3 separate regions of the Mus musculus genome follow, and all the other regions are linked to region 2. Evidence: chromatin contacts called from public Hi-C data. All regions are on one chromosome and are shown on one strand. Each heading gives the region's core, a stretch centred on a gene start, on an enhancer-like site or on the middle of the called end of the contact. The rest is flanking DNA. Distances are from core to core; before and after follow the strand shown. Region 1 has its middle 280 kb from the start of Rbfox1. Region 2 has its middle 3.5 kb from the start of Gm26159. Region 3 has its middle 230 kb from the start of Rbfox1.

Region 1 (3,107 bases), core at 183-2,682, 1.5 Mb before region 2:
GGGCCCCCAATTGAGGAGCTAGATAAAGTACCTAAGCAGCTAAAGGGGTCTGCAACCCTATAGGTGGGTTGTTCTTATTTTTGAATAATATTTTTTGTTAATTCTTTGATGATTTCATAGACTATACTTTTATATTTATCCTTCATATCCTTCGACAGTATCAAATTTGGAGATTCTAGAAACTGAATTGAAAGTATGGAAGACTCCTTAGTTTGACTTCTTATCCACCTCCCTCCTGGGGGAACATTTTGATCAGATAGCCACTTAAGTTTCTCTATCATCATGATCATCATATCTTAGGAAAGGATTTAGGAAGAAAATCATAAAAAGCTGGGCATCTCCTAACAGCAGGCTATGGTGTGGCTCACTAAGAATGTGCTGTTAGTGCATTTTAATGACATGGGTTATAATATCTTATTAAGGATTGCAAGAGCATCTAACCATCATTTAATAAATATTAATGAGGCATTTACAAATCGCACCTTAATTTATAGTGTTGGAACTCATGTCCTGCCTTGGTCCTCAATGCACGTGGGGCACAGTTCCATGACAGAGGATACCATAGTAACATTATGTCATCCCAGTACCATAAGTGATTTTAAAATAATAATAATAACAGTAATAGTAATTCTTGGAGTTCAGTTCAGTGCAATGAAGCTTGATACCCAAAGCAGTTTTAGCAATTATTATTCTGTTTGGGAACATTAAAACATAATCTACCATGAATTTATAATCCATAGCTTCTCTCTCATTCACTTTTTAATAATAGGCAATAATTATAAGCCCTCGTGCAAAACTTCCTGCAGATGTTGGGAGATCCTTGCTCATCTGGCACATGCTGGTATTCAGGGGATTGGTTGATACTGGATGTGTGCTCTGCTGATTCTGTTTCTGATATTCATAGAGCTTAGAGCATGGCTGCACATCCTTGCCTTGTGGCCTGGCCGTTACCCCGATAGCACTCTTCCTGTCCTTACTGTGAGGCCCATTCCAGGGTGCGATCATGACTACTGTTCCCAATTCACACTGGCCTTCAGCCAGAGTGGCATTTGCAAGGGCTTGGAGGTTTTCCAGGTTACAGAAAGCAAAATTGAAAATGCACTTAAAAATCACCTCATTCTACTTCTTTGGTGGACAAGGAAATGAGGCCTGGTGGGGAAAGAGCAGTGGGGTTCATAGGGTCACATGGAGAGGCAAAAACAGACTTGTCCCAAGGAATGCAACTTAGTCTTTTCCAAGCTCCCGGTTGAGAAGAAATGGCATGTGCTTTTAGACTCTGCGTTTAAGTGGTGTTGACTAGAAGGCGTATGTTTGGGAAGGTGCTGATCTGGAGAATACTGGTCCTCTGGATCAGGTGGTCTAGCCCTCGGGACTTCAAGCTGGGCTCCAGTGCAGGTGCCTAAGGATCATCAGTATTAAGAGGAAGTGACCAGCAGATGGCGACGTAGGGATTCAAACTGCAGCATCCACGTCCTAATGCTGCCCTGGGTCTGGGATTCACAAACCCAAGCAGAAAAGTATCCAGCTTGGAAAGGGGGCTCTGGATTCGTCCAAGTGTTTTCCTGCAACACTTGGACGTATTGGGTAGCCTTTTCCTAGGTGGGTGGGTAAAGCCAGATGAAGGGACGCCAGTGCATGCTCCAGTCTCTATTTGAATCAGATCCTTGGGGCAGTGCAAAGAGAATATCAGGGACAGGAGAAGCCCACACAGGGCCTTTGTGCAGACTAGGGATGCCTGCTCTTTACAAGCTATTGCCAGAGTTCAAGGCAGAAGAGGAGGCAGGAAGTTTTTTGTTGCATCCCAGGATGTGAGGACGCTTACTTCAGTCTCCAGCCTGGTGTTGCTTTTGTCCCTTCACAGCTCTGTTACGCTGTTCTGTTAGGCTGTCTACTGTACAGTAGACAGTACTGCTAGGCTGTCTTAAAGTAGTAGATTCACCTGTGTGCCTTTGTTTTACAAAGAGATTTAAGTGACTTTTTGAAATTGTGTTACTCAGTAGGAAAAGGATGCTTATATTTCTAAATCAGTAAGCCTTGACTTTCCTCCCTGTTTCCCTGCCTCTGACACTTGGTCCTTATCTATACATATTGACACCTCTCACCACAGATTCTCTCCTTGCCTGTCTCTGCAGCTGTGGTATTTCTATACAGGGATGGAGGAAGAGAGTCTCTAGTCCCTTGGAAGTGCCGACTGACCCATCAAACAGACATTCTACTCCTGCAACCCTTAGCTAGCAAGGCAAGCACCAACTCTTCCTTCTTCTATACCCAACCTTACATTCCTGCCACCACTGAGCACTGGTCCACCTGTGCCTCAGAGTTAGAGAAAGCTTATGCTTTGTCCCTGCTTCTCTGGTTCTTACTGACAGTTTGTGGTATCTCCTGAATGCACAGCAACAGTGTCTCCAGGAAAGGCTGGGACACCCTGGCTGCTGGACTTCCTCTGATGTAGATAGTATTGCCCCTGGAGTCTGGAGTGAGTCTATCTGAAGAAGCTGAGCCCAATTACAACCAGACACAACCTGAAAGTTGTTCCATTTTTCTCATCACCGGGCTTTCCTAAGGATCCTTGATAAGAGCAGGACACTGCTTTCATTTCATGACTCCTCTTTTCCAAGCTCTGCTCAGACCTTGCAGTGCCAAGAACAAGATCCCTGACTTGTTGTGAGAATGGGTGCTTCCTGCAGGTGGGACCTGCATCTTCCTCTACTGTCAGTCACAGTGTGTACAGTTGAGCACACACACACAAACACACAGAGAGAGAGAGAGAGAGAGAGAGAGAGAGAGAGAGAGAGAGAGAGAGAGAGACAGGCAGACAGACAGACAGACAGACACAGAGACACAGAGAGATGCACATAGTGTTTTTCTGGTTAAAAAAAAAAACAAGCAATTGGACAAAGAAGACAAGGCAAATCTCTGGATCGATTCATTGCAACTGTTTTATTTAACCAGCATTATATAATAATGACTTAGGGCCAGGAAGTGATTAAAGAGCTTTTGAGGCATAAACACACATACCTAGTCAAAACTCTATGATATGCCATTATTCATACTCCCTCTGATGAACTCCTGGAAGCTCATACCAGCCAAGCCACCTGCTCAGAGCC
Region 2 (3,470 bases), core at 520-3,019:
CATCATCAGTGATGGCGACAGCTGTAGTCATTCAGTGTTCCTCCTCTAGACATTTCATCACACAGTTTTCACACGTGACATCACTTAGACAACACTGTCATCCCTTGCAAATAACAAAACCACGGCCTGGAGAAATTTTTTAAATGTACCTGTGTCAGTAAGATGCCTGAGCAAGTGAAGACAGTCGCCACCAAGCCTACCCACCTAATTCCATCCCATGGTGGAAGGAGAGAACTGACTTCTGTAAGTTGTCCTCTGATCTCCCTCCATGCATGCACATAGAGGCTATCCTCTGTTACACACACAGACACACACACACAGACACACACACACAGGATAGATAGATAGATAGATAGATAGATAGATAGATAGATAGATAGATAGATGATAGATAGTCTAAAATAACACCCCCCTAATTCACACTACTAAGAAAGAGAACAGTCTGAAGGGCCATGAAATTGCTCAGTCAGAAAAGTATTCACTGCACAAGCGTAAAAACCTGATTCAATTCTCAGAGCCCATGTGAAAAAGTTGGACATGACAGTGTAATACCAACACTAAGAGATGGAGACAGGGGCATCCCCAGGGCTAACTGGCTAGCCTAGCTTTCTTGGAAAGTCTTGAGTCTGTCAAAACCCTGTCTCAAAAATCAGTAGGTAGATCATATACTGAGGAATGATAATAGAAGCTGTCCTCTGTTCCAGACATGCACATACGTGCGCACACACACACACACACATAGAAACACATATGCACATGTGTGTGTTCATACACACAGAGAAAGAACAAATTATTTGAAAGCCACTGTTTTAGCATGTTAGTTGTCGATGGTTCTATAACACAATGCCCTGATGTGTCAGTACTTAGTGGGTCAGGAATCCAGGCGTGGCTTAGTAGGTGCCTCAGCTTCCCTCGGGGTCTATAATCAAGCTGTCAAAGAGGTCTGAAGTCTAATCCAAAGGTTTAACTGGACAAGCCTCCATTCCTCACCTCACTCAGGTGGGAAATCTCTTGGCAGGATTTATTTCTTAGTGGTCTGTTGGGCTAAGGGTCTCGGTTTCTTGCTGCTAGTCAGAAATGAGTCACTAGACTGAGTCTACACTTAAGGGAAGAGGGTTACACCAAGAGTTGCTGGTCCCTGAGACTGTGTTAAAGGCTGTTTACCCACAGCTGCTTTCCCTTTGGATTAAGCAGACTGCATTAATATGCACACGATTTAGTCTTCTGAAAGGGCCTTTTCCCGGTCTCACATGCATTGGCTGCATTTGTCTTGCCCACACCCTTGTGGGATTTCCTGATGCATTTGAAATCTAGTCTCCTTTTGGTTGCAATCTTCTTCCTCCTCACTTCTCCTCCACTCCTGAAATCTTCACTCCAGAGAAGCCTCATGCATCACATCTATCCTGGGAGCACCTAATCCAGTGTCGAGATTTACAGATAAGAGCATTGAGACTCAGATTCAGTCAAGAGAAGGGGCCTCCCCCAAATCCCACAGGAAGCCATAGGCAGGCAGGGCAGGGACCCTGAGCCTCATCTGCAGCATATCCCTACACACCAAGATCCTTGCTGCGAAATCAATCCAAACCAGGCTCTTGAGCTCTAGGGGAAATGCAGACATTTCATCAACATACAAATGAGGGAAACACTTTGGTGGCTCTTCTCCCCCTGTCCCCATCCTTTGCTTCACAGGGGGCTGGCTTCGTTCCCTCCTGGGAACGGGAAGAGCTCACTAGTTAGCTGAGCTGTGAGCAAGCCTTTTTGTGTGAAAAGCCGAAGAGTCCAGGAGGATACAGCTTCTCTGTGGTCACACAATGCCCTCTAGCCTTGAGTCAGGGTAGTTCCAGGAGGAAATTTTGGAAAACAATGAAGGACTGTGAATCGCACAAAGCCCACTGTGCCCTTAAGACAAAGCTGTACGATCTGGAGATCCTGAGGACCCAAGAACTGCCAGAGAACTGCCATGAGAAGCACGGGCACGGTGCAGCAGTTCCTGAGAGTCTGTCTGTCCCTTTCAGACTCTCAAGAGGGACCACAGCAGCATCCATGAACAAAAGGGTTGAGATCTTTTTTGTAACTTTCCAAATATCTGAAACATTTTCCCTGATGTAAAAAAGATTAACAAATGATCGTGCACCTCTTATTTGGCTTTTGGAGTGCAGGGGATTCATCTCAAGCCCTGCACGTGCTAGGAAACGCTGCCAGGGCTTCATCTACAGCCCACCTGTCATATATCCAGTCCAAACACTGTGGGCTTAATGTCACACATCTGCCCTGTCCTGTCCACCATTCAGAGTATTATACTCCTTCATCTGAATAGGCAATAGAAAGCTGGTGTTTGTATTACAGGTTTACTCAATAGATGTCTACTAATTACCTATGTGCTGTGTGTTAAGGACATGAGCCGAATGAACTCCTGAGGTATTAAGTAATCTCTCTCCAATTTCCACCTACTTTCTTGCTTCTGAGCTGTGCAAGTCCCTGGAGCCCGCTCAGATCACCTTCAGTGCCAGGGTTGGAGATGTTCAAAGCATCTCTTTTCTTATCCACTAAAATGGTTCCAGGGCATCAACATTCCAAGGTAACCCTTGGAACTGAGCTAAGTTCACCAGAGGAGAAGGCAGCTGCACTTGCCCCTAGAGTAGAACCTGCAAGAAAGCAAAGGCAAATCAGGCAAAGAGAGCTAAGCCCAGGAGAAAATACATCTGATGGTGGCCTGGGCCCTAGGCCCTTCATCTATCTTCTAAGAAAACAGAAACTGGCGTTCTATTATTGTCAACAGAAAATGTCATCGGTGGATCATCAGTCCTTAAGGAGCTCACAGTCCAGTAAGGCAAAGTGTATCTGATACAGAGTACTATGTGAGCATGATTGTTAGTATGGAAACATGCCTACAAAGGTGGTTTGTTTTTTCTGAAAATAAATAGAGGGAATATTAAAGAATCCCCCATAGGAAGTCTGCCTTCTGCTGTGATGTGCCAGAACAATTTGGACAGGCAGCAATGACCAGGAGGAAGGACACGGATACATAAAAAGTAGAGAGAGGCAGGACCATGTTCCAAAGTAAGCCTGTGCATTGGGGAAGTTTCCCTTAGGAAGGATTCAGAATCTTTATAAGGACAGTGAAGCTATATCTTCTGGACATGTGTACATGTATGTCCCACTCAAAAACTCACAAGATTTGATAACACTGAGTCCAGCCAGTATTCCAGCACAGGCTGGAAAGTAGCTCCTGAGACCATGACTCCCATTTGAGGAGCTGTTGGCAGTTAATGGTTGCTGGTGATAGGAAAAGTCCTTTTCTTCAGGGCTATAGCCTCTGGTAGGTTGCCCATGATACAGTAACTCCCACCCAAAACAACAGAAGGCATGAGAGCAAGTGGAGCTCCTTGGAAAGAAGAAGAGGCTCCACAGAAGTCTAAGGAGGATAAAAGATGATGAAGAGAGAGAGGGGGGTGAAAATACATGTATGA
Region 3 (3,487 bases), core at 565-3,064, 1.5 Mb before region 2:
CACATATGACAACCAACCTAAGTTGGCTTGAAATGTTCTGGTTTTCACATTGGATGTCCTGTAACTCTGGAACCCTGGTCCAAACAGGACTTTTAGCCAATTTCCTTTCCATGCTATATACTATGTGTGAGGGGCCTGAATATTGCCCATGCATATTGGTTCAAGAATATGTGAAATTTGTGTCTGTGTATACATATTTGCATGTATGTGAGGGTGTGTCTCTGTGTGTGAAGACCTGAGTGTGTGTGCATACGTACTTTCATATATTTAGGGGTGTCTCTATATGTGAAGAACTGTGTGTGTACATGTATTTGCATGTGAGGTGGGTGTGTCTGTGTGTGTGAAGAGGAGGTTAACCTTTGGTGTCTTCTTTAGTTATTCTCCCTTTTGTTGAGACAGGGTCTCTCAGTTTGAACTGAATCATGCTGATATGATTGTGATCTTTGACTCATTAGCCCCGAGCATGCCCTGCCTAAAAATTACAAGAGTGCGCCTCCATACCCAGGAGTTTCTTTATGTGGGTTTTGTGGATCCAAGCAACATCCTCTGGTTTGCAAAGCCAGTTGTGGACTTCACTGACTGCTCCATCACACCAGCCCTATGATTTGCATATTTTCCAGCTGAGGACTTTGTGTCTAAGTGCCATTTCTTTGTGGTTTCCATTGCTGTGCTTCTGTTGGTCACTATTTTACAAAAAGACATGGTCATTGCTCCTCCCACCCCCTTGCCTATTATGCATCATGATGGTCCTGTCTATGGGATACGTTAACAGGTGCCTCACCACCTGCTCAGCTCTGTAGATGACTCCACAATTTAGCTAACGCACTTTAATTATTTAGGTGACATTTTGCTTTATGTAGTTTTAAGGAGAAATATAAATGAATGAGAGACTTAATTCCATGGTTTCCTCTGTATGATGTATAAAGATGAGACTAATGACCAAGACTCCACTCAGAGCACAAGTTCATCTTCTCCCTTTCCCTTAAAGGCTACCATGTGTTTTAATATTAATTTCTCCCTTATCCATATATCAATAATTGAGTTCTGCATCAATTAATATGCTGGGCAAATTGTATTCCCCGTCCTCTCCTTCACGATGCATTTCAGTAATGGAGATAATTTTCAAGATAAAGTATACAATTTAAAATGGATTAAAAAAGAACAACTAATAAAGGGGAATTGATTCATGGGCAAAATTTTTTGGATAATTTCAGGAAATCTTAGCTGTGCATCTAGCCTGTGCATTTTCTAAGGAGAGCTTGTCAACATGATCAAGTTTTATGCACCCTGCAAAATTTTCCAGGTCTGTAATTGCACAGGATGAGGGAAAAGAAGTAATAAACACACACACAGCGACACACACACAAACACACACACACGCTCGCTCTCGAGCATACACACACACACACACACACACAAGCATACCTACATGACATACATAGAAGAATGCACACTTACACATATGTACACACACTTAAACACATATACACATGCATGCTTGCATTCTCCACATGCAACAAAATCAGCCGTGCTGCTGGGAACATGTGCACAATTCCTTCCCTTGGTTTAAGAAGGCTAAACATTCATGCCAGCAAGTCTTCGGAGCTTTCCATTTGCTGACTGTTGCTGGTGGGGGTTGGCTTTTCTTTTGATTTGATAGACTGGCACACAGGCTTCCAAGGCTATCTGTTCCTTTCCCCCTCCCAGATTCCGATACAAACCCAAGCTGAGAGCCAAGCAAGGCAGACATGGACAGGCAGCAGCTGCTGCAGCAAGCAAGACCCACAGTCTCTAAGCCCGCAGTGACACGATGGAGCCGGTAGATGGCTGTAGACAAGTGTGCTGAGCATGTGGAGCGAAGAGGAATGAGTCTGGGGAGGCCTTGACCTAACTGGATGCTGCTTTTATCTGAAGTACATTTAAAGAGATAAAGGGGAAGCCGGGAGAGGCACATGTTCTTTTCTCTGCAGCTGGAGCTTCGACTTAAAAAAAAAATCTCCGAGTCGCCAGCTCTGTGCTGATATGCTTGCCTCTGAGGATCAACCCTCCAGTAAATTCCTCCAGTAGGGACTTTGGGAATCTCCTCCTCGCTGTCAGGATTTGCTATAGCACCTGCCTTTACTGATCATACCAGGCTATTATTGTTATTATTATTTTTTATTGTTACTGTTATCATTATCACCCTCACCACTAGCGGTCTCAACAGTGTCTGTGTTCCCACTATGCTTGCTGCCTGAAGTACTAGATTTGCTCATGAGACAGCCACCCCAAGAATTCTTACCTAAGCAGTCTTGACTAGAGCGAGAAGAAAAGGCAAGAGTTAGGAAGGGAAAGGAAAGAGGGGGAGGGAGGAGGAGAGGGGAGGGAGAGGAGGAGAGGAGAGAGAGAGAGGAGAGAGAGAGAGAGAGGGAGAGAGAGAGAGAGAGAAGCAAGCAGCCCGGAGCAAGTCACTCCACACACGTTGCCACTGAAGGAATGCTGTCCTGATAAACTCATAAACAATCATAGCAAACCTGGTGTAAGGAAATAAGAGGGACTCTGAGGACTTGGCAGGAAAAGGCAAGAATCTCTACCGAGTGGTTTTCAGTTTTTCTTCCAGATACTCTTGGTGAAGTGAGGAGACTTCTGTTTGCTGACAGAGCCTTTGATTTCTCTTGCAAGATGATGATGTATTTGTGGGTAGGTAGTCTCTCTCTCTCTTTCTCTCTCTCTCTCTCTCTCGCTCTCTCTCTCATTCTCTCTGTCTTTCTCTGATTAATAAATTGACTTCGGGTATAAAAATTGCAGCCTAGAGTAATCGTATTTCGTGTAAGGTGATTATGCCGATGCAGGATAATCTTGCATGGCTACGGTACATGTGCAGGCTTTTCCAGTGGGAGTTAGGCAAGACTTGCTTCATTAGTGCTGAGCTACAATTTTATTTTCACGTGCGAAGGGAAACAAAAAAAAATGTGTGTGTATGTGTGTCCGCACACGTACATGTGGGTACGTGTACAATGTGCATGTGTGGAGTAGGGGAATATGTTGCTTTCTCTCTCTTTTTTTTGAGACATTGGTGGTGAATTCAGAGTAAAGAGCAGATCTAGGAATGTCGTTTTAAGCATGGAGCAAATTCTCTCTCACTTGTAGCTGCGTAGAATTTCATTTAATTACAAAGCAGCGTGCTGAGAAGTGATGGCTGTGTATACATATACATATATGTCTCCTGTACAAATAACTCCTTATTTCTCATGTTGGGTTTGAACATTTTAGATGAAAGCTGAGTGTTTTATTTGCTTAAAACAGATGTGTGTGTGTGTGTGTGTGTGTGTGTGTGTGTGTGTGTGTAGATATACTGAGAATGCTGCTCTGGTCAAATGTAGATTTCGATGCACTTTTTCTGTCTTATTGATAAATGTATATAGTTATTTGTCTAAGTCGTGGTATTAAATAAACATACAAAAGTAGTGGTCTGTTATTATAGGTGACAATATTTAACTGGTGAAGT

The links. A called contact is a pair of places that touch in the nucleus more often than the background predicts.
Region 1: a contact with region 2 is called in a Hi-C map of stem cell-derived motor neurons, with 4 times the contacts expected there. The contact joins two enhancer-like sites. A contact is called at or near these places in 4 of 39 promoter capture datasets (cranial neural crest, frontonasal cranial neural crest, maxillary cranial neural crest and 1 more), 1 of 15 datasets of contacts at CTCF or cohesin (stem cell-derived epiblast-like cells), 27 of 484 Hi-C or Micro-C datasets (Sertoli cells, cardiomyocytes, cerebellar granule neurons and 17 more) and 1 of 115 datasets of contacts at active chromatin or transcription factors (astrocytes).
Region 3: a Hi-C map of cortical neurons shows a contact between it and region 2, with 5 times the contacts expected there. The contact joins two enhancer-like sites. A contact is called at or near these places in 5 of 39 promoter capture datasets (cranial neural crest, frontonasal cranial neural crest, hippocampal neurons and 2 more), 13 of 484 Hi-C or Micro-C datasets (cardiomyocytes, cerebellar granule neurons, cerebellum and 7 more) and 1 of 115 datasets of contacts at active chromatin or transcription factors (embryonic stem cells).

Annotation. Positions count from the first base shown.
Region 1 is chr16:6,790,394-6,793,500 of GRCm38.p6, forward strand. It overlaps a transcript of Rbfox1 not described here. Among named protein-coding and RNA genes, the nearest start is that of Rbfox1, 280 kb to the right of the region's middle. Within about 2 kb of position 1,433, at least 6 of the 459 cell types and tissues checked have an H3K27ac peak or open chromatin away from gene starts, as enhancers often do. A contact at or near this core is called in stem cell-derived motor neurons, where this site is marked.
Region 2 is chr16:8,331,737-8,335,206 of GRCm38.p6, forward strand. No RefSeq gene overlaps it. Among named protein-coding and RNA genes, the nearest start is that of Gm26159, 3.5 kb to the right of the region's middle. Within about 2 kb of position 1,770, at least 51 of the 459 cell types and tissues checked have an H3K27ac peak or open chromatin away from gene starts, as enhancers often do. A contact at or near this core is called in cortical neurons, hippocampal neurons, muscle stem cells and 1 more, where this site is marked.
Region 3 is chr16:6,837,982-6,841,468 of GRCm38.p6, forward strand. It overlaps a transcript of Rbfox1 not described here. Among named protein-coding and RNA genes, the nearest start is that of Rbfox1, 230 kb to the right of the region's middle. Within about 2 kb of position 1,815, at least 12 of the 459 cell types and tissues checked have an H3K27ac peak or open chromatin away from gene starts, as enhancers often do. A contact at or near this core is called in cortical neurons, hippocampal neurons and muscle stem cells, where this site is marked.